Linked DNA regions of Oryctolagus cuniculus: region 1 is linked to region 2. Evidence: chromatin contacts called from public Hi-C data. All regions are on one chromosome and are shown on one strand. Each heading gives the region's core, a stretch centred on a gene start, on an enhancer-like site or on the middle of the called end of the contact. The rest is flanking DNA. Distances are from core to core; before and after follow the strand shown. Region 1 overlaps PDE4D (phosphodiesterase 4D). Region 2 overlaps PDE4D (phosphodiesterase 4D).

Region 1 (2,946 bases), core at 422-2,921, 470 kb after region 2:
ATTCCCCTACATGGCCACAGGTTGAAACCAGGAGCTTTGAACTCTGTACAGGTCCACCACGTGGGTGGCAGCCTCCCCTGCTTACCCAGGTGCATTAGCAGGGAGCTGGATGATGGAAAGTAGAGCAGACGGGATTTGAACTAGCACACACATGGGAAGCTGGCATCACAGGTGATGGCTTCACCTGCTGTGCCACGACACCAGGGCTTTTATTTCTAAAGTGTGGCCTCCAGGTCTCTTCAGTAACAATGCTCTCAGAGGAGAGAATAAGAGTCTTAACAGGTAGTGGAGTCTTAAAGATGATCTATTCAAAAAGATTATTTTCACTTAATACTTTGTTCCAGCCATGCCCTTTCTCTGGCAAGGTTCAGCTCCACTAACTTGTGCCCCAAGCTGCCTGGACAGTGTCAATCCTCTCTGAATAAGTCCCTCATCATACCCTCCATCAGAGGGCCAGCCTCCTGCCACAGCCTCCGCAGAACCCTCAGAGCCATCTGTGTAGGAAGACTCTGTCTGTATCCAGACAGCAGCAGTTAGAAGGTATCTGCTCTCTGACAAGTCTCCTGCAACTAACGACTTTTTAAGAGAGACATTGACTGAGGCACTTTTGTATTGCAACCCTTTAATAGTGCACTTCTCTTCTGGAGCTGATCATATTTTATACTAATGAAGCCTTTCTGCCCAGCGTTTGCTGAGCAGAGCTCATTTGTACTGATTTGGGCTTTAAACAAAAAAAGTGTCTCTTTTCTTTAAGCTTTATTTTCTTTGGTTTTCATGGACACTGTATTTAAAATGAGTTACTTGGCTGTACCTTCTCTCTCAGGGGCAAATGGCCCTGAGAATTAATTATTTTCTCCTTCCTTTACTCATTCCTCCTTTATAAAAGGAATTTAACTTTCTGAAACTGCAGAGCTCTCTGACAAGGGAGCTGTTACTGTAGGAAAACTAAAGGTGACTGTGTTTGCCTTTCTAAGAATTTGTATTGAATGCACTCCTGTAATTCTTTGGGTCCAAGGATATCTAGAATTCAAAGCTCAGGGACTGAGAACACCACATGGAAAAAAAAATACTAAATGGGATTGTACGTCTTCTTCACAATTCTGATCTGTCAATTTTGCTTCATGAAGGACAATCAGGTAGGCTAATTACTGCCATATGCCTCACAGTCATAGGAATAGAATCAAAGCTGCCAAAACAGAGTCTAAAGGAAGCTCCCCAGGTTCCAAATTCTTAGCATTGTGCCTAAACTCACAACCAGGGCGATTATTTCAAAAGATACTGGGCATTCTTTCTTCACATTGTTAACTGCCACTCAGTGATCACAATGCCTAGGGTATCCCCTACTGGCTGGTATACCTTATGACTAATGCTAGAAGCACACAGGAGAAAGGGCGAAGTCACTGAAGCAGCTGTGGTCGCAGGAGCAGCTGTCCAACCCTGCATTACACTGTAGTCAGATGGCATTTTTGGGATTCTAGTTTTTGTCACCTGGCTTGTGCAGTGATCCTCCTGAACATTTAGCATCTTGCTTTACATACAGGAAGTCGAGTTATAATAAACATGCTGAAAATTTTTAAATTTCTGGCAATGAAAATATTTAAAATTCAACATGGAGCAGGCATGGTGGCACGACAGATGAAGTTGCCCCATTTAGGGCTCCCTGGGATCTACTCCTGCCTTTGCTTCTCCTACAGCTTCCTGCTAGTGTGCACCGCGGGAGCAGCAGCCAATGGTGTGACCCACATTCTTAAATCCCTACTACCCACATGGGAGACTTGGAAGGAGTTTCTGGCTCCTGGTTTCAGCCTGGCCCACTCCCAGATATTGTGGGCATTTGGGAAGTAAAACAGCAGGTGGAAGATTCTCTCGCTCTTGCTCTCGCTCTTGCTCTTTCAAATAAATAAATAAATAATCAACACACAAAGTGAAATTTTCTTCAATTAAATAGCTTTTCCTTAGTGTTATTACTTCTTGAGGAGCCCAAATTATCAAATGTTGTTTGAAAACTCCATTGCAGACTGAGCATGCCTTATCCAAAATGCTTAGGGCCCGAAGTGCTTTAGATTTCAGATGTTCTCAGCTTTTGAAATATTTGCAAATACATAATGAGATAGCATGCAGACGGGACCCAAGTCTAAACATGAACTACGTTCATGTTTAATGCACACCTCAGAAGGAATTTTACGTAATATTTTTAATGTGCCCATGTTTTAACTGCCACCAGTCACCTGAGGTCAGGTGTGGAATTTTCCACTATGTTAACATACTGACATTCAGCAAGTGCTGAATTTCGAACATTTTGAATTTCTGAATTAGGAATGTTCAACCCACACATGCCCCAAGTGAAGGGCTAGACAGTGAACAGAATGAACACAGTAATTAGGATGCTAATTACCATGACAAAATTTATTGCCAGGTAAAAGCACCACCATGTCGATGCATGCAACCCATACACCCTATATTATGCATGCTCAAAAGATGTCAATATGACTCTGGACTTTTGCACAAGCACCATGTAGTTCCCTTTTTCTTTATGGCATGTTCAGGTAGCCAATATCTGACCTACATTCTCTGAGTTAAATTACTCATAAATAAGAAATTTACCATGTAGTCCCATTAATTTTGAATGTCAAGATATCTAGGAATGAAGCAGAACCTAGAGAGAGTCTAGAATAAACCACACATAGGACAACATCCTCACATTCTCCTGGCCCCCTGCATCTCCCTTGCCATCTTTAGAGGTTTGTGAAAATCTGGTTAAAATGAGTTGAGAGTGGCTTCATTTCACAAAGAAAAGGAGATGCAGATGAACTCTCTAGCTCAAGATAAAGCTGTGACTAGAAACAGGCATTTTGCCCTTTCTGCTAACTTCAGTTTGCTAAATCTGAATATATGATAGTATATAAATATAATGTTCATACTTACTGTTCTCAACAAATCACTCTT
Region 2 (2,775 bases), core at 134-2,633:
GCCGTTCAGTTGGCACGAGGAGGCCAGAGTTTTAGTGCGGGCCTGGGTGTCCCTCATTCAGTCCCTAATTTTGCCATCTGGAAACCAAGAGGCGCAGGGAAGTTCAGTGGGCTGCCCGAGGTGAGCCAGCCACGGGAGACACAGCCCTGATTATAATTATTAGCGTCTCTCTGGATTGCTTGTATTTCACTATTTAACAATTCTCATTAGTCAGCTGTGGTTTTAAACCTGTTTCATGACCCAGGATCAATCCGTTTTCCCCTATTCTGTCCCTAGTTGTTGATAGACAGCAGGAGCTCCCTACTCGTCTTGCACACTGGAGAGATGGGAGGTCTTCAAAACACCCCGCCCCATGCACCATTTTTTTGACTTAATGCAGTTGGGGTGCAGCCCGGGTACTGGATTAAGAGCGCTCTGGCTGGATCCAATGTGTAGCTAGCACTGAGAGGCCCTGGCCTACACAAAGAACATCCACTCATTCATCTTTTGCTAGATACTGCAAATACTTTAGGTCATTTTATCACCTCCTTGCCTCTACATTATGTGGCTAAAATATTTTCACAATTTGAATGCCTAAAAAGGAACAAATAACCATAAATATTTCACTCAGCTAAATATTTGCATGAATTATATATGTAAAAAAAGGGGTCAATGAGGTGTCAGGATGAATTGAATTGCTGTGTTTAGGTAACTGCGCAAGACCAAATTACCCTAAGTGTAAGCTATTCCATACTATAGCCTTCTGCTTCTAATGCTATATTAGTTAAGGAACTACAATACTATATATAAGTATGTATAAGTATATATATATACACACACACACTGTATACAAGTATATGCTATATATTAAGTACTATATCCCTTAGGTAACTTTGAAGCAAAGACACTGTTTGGGTCTATGGATTTATAGAAACCAGATCAATACAGCCAAAGTCGTAGGCTCCACCCCTCCCTTTGAATTACTTGAATGAGCCACAGAAGTTGCATTTATACTTGCATTTGATTGACAATTAAGAACCAGACCCAGTCTCCCAAGTTAAATCCTCCGACTTGTGAGAAGCCTACCCAGGCACTGAGCTGTGCTTACCTGAGCAAATGGAGTCACAATCAAGTCATCTCCGTGTCTGAAAAAGAAACCAGATCCCGTGTTAGAGGTCACCAACAGCGCTATGAGCACTTGTGAGCAATAGCACACAGTAAATTCCACTTCCACAATTCCCACAGAGAATTACAGTAATTCCATCCTTATTCTTCAGCACAGGCTCCTTCCGGCCGCTGGACTGAAACACAGCTTGTGGGATGGTAACCATTGTCCAGCTCCCTGGGTAGAATGTGAGATTTCTTGATCATCAACCAAGGTCACTGTTGCTTTTTAAGAGCACAGAGGAGAAGCCAGAGCAGTGCCAGAGTTCCAGCAGGGGGGCCCATCTTTTACTTTTGGGCCTCTTAATGTAGATCGTAGTAGGGGCTCTGTGGAAGGAAGCTGCCACCGCAGCCGCTTTGGCCAGAGGACCCTGGGCCACGCAGTGTCTGAAGGTGAGAAGCATCGAGTGTTCCGCATCATCGTGCCTAAATCCTGGACAGGCCAAGGACTGCAGGCGATACGGGACTGCATCATAGGCTAATAAAAACCTGTTGAGGCTTCTCAACTGACTCACGTCCCAGCCACTGCCGTTACGGCAGAATGTCACCTCGTGTGTGCTGTTGCTGTAGCAACCTTGGCAACACCACGCCTGGGATGCAGGAGCAAGGTGTCACACTGACGTGTCTTGGAGAGGGAGGAAAAGGCTAGTGAAGCTGTGCAACGTTCACTGTGGAGGAACGTAAGAAAGCAGGGCCCGGGAGTCTTTTGTGGCATTTCTTAGCATGAGGAATTCGCGAGAGGCATTTCCAGACTCTCCATGGACTGCTTCCTGACCTCGCCGGCCAAAACGCTTCCATCAAAAGTGAATGTAGTTACTCTACACCCAAAGCTTCCTGGACATGACCGTAACGGAGAACAGTGTGACTGGACTGTTGGATCATTCATGAACCATCTGAAGAGAACCCAAGGACCTAAAACGGCGCTCACGAAATATGCAGCAGCGCGAGGAACATATGGATGATGTTAGCAAACGGATCACGGCCAATAGTTAGGCCAGTAGTTACAGTCACCAGGAAATCATGCACACATTTTGAAAATAAAAAACAGGGAGAGTAAAGGCAGAAAACACACTTTGGAGGAAGCCTGTGTATCTGTGCACCCCTGGTGCTGGATCTAGGAGCACACTGTACCGGGCGCTTACTCTTTGTAGGGATCATTCATGGAATCCCAGACCCTAGGAAGCTTGCACTTTGAGTTTGAAGATTATGCTACGAAGGAGGCAACTGAGGTTCAGAAAACCACCTGGCCTGTAAGCTACTAAATGGCAGAGCCGGAATAGACATCAAACCAGGTTTGCCTGAGGCCGAAATCGGAAAGGTTTCCTCCTGGAGAAATGGCCCATGGTGGGAACAGGCCGGCTTCGCTGAAGAAGTAAGAAGGTCACAATGCATAGGTAGCAAGGGAATGCGCGCTCACGGGGGCCGAGGAACTGCCTGGCTGTGAAAGAACAAGATGTAGCTTCTCTACATCGACAGTGAGTGGCCCAAAGGAGCTAGGGAATGCCACGCAGACCAGCGAGTGAGGAGTGGGAGGGAGCCCCTGCAGCCCCAGCACAGCCCGTGAGAGGGCTTGGCTTCTGCGCTGGATGGAGGCGTGGGCTGGAATGCCAGCTCTGTCACTTTCTACGTGTG

What was found. A called contact is a pair of places that touch in the nucleus more often than the background predicts.
Region 1: a Hi-C map of embryonic fibroblasts shows a contact between it and region 2, with 1.9 times the contacts expected there. The contact joins two enhancer-like sites. A contact is called at or near these places in 3 of 6 Hi-C or Micro-C datasets (embryonic fibroblasts, psoas muscle and an unstated tissue).

Annotation. Positions count from the first base shown.
Region 1 is chr14:80,380,205-80,383,150 of mOryCun1.1, forward strand. All of the region lies in intron 4 of PDE4D (phosphodiesterase 4D), which reads right to left. Among named protein-coding and RNA genes, the nearest start is that of MIR582, 44 kb to the right of the region's middle. Within about 2 kb of position 1,672, at least 1 of the 8 cell types and tissues checked has an H3K27ac peak or open chromatin away from gene starts, as enhancers often do.
Region 2 is chr14:79,907,243-79,910,017 of mOryCun1.1, forward strand. It overlaps PDE4D (phosphodiesterase 4D), which reads right to left. Exons shown (of 18, transcript XM_070056730.1): 6 at 1,088-1,124. Among named protein-coding and RNA genes, the nearest start is that of MIR582, 520 kb to the right of the region's middle. Within about 2 kb of position 1,384, at least 2 of the 8 cell types and tissues checked have an H3K27ac peak or open chromatin away from gene starts, as enhancers often do.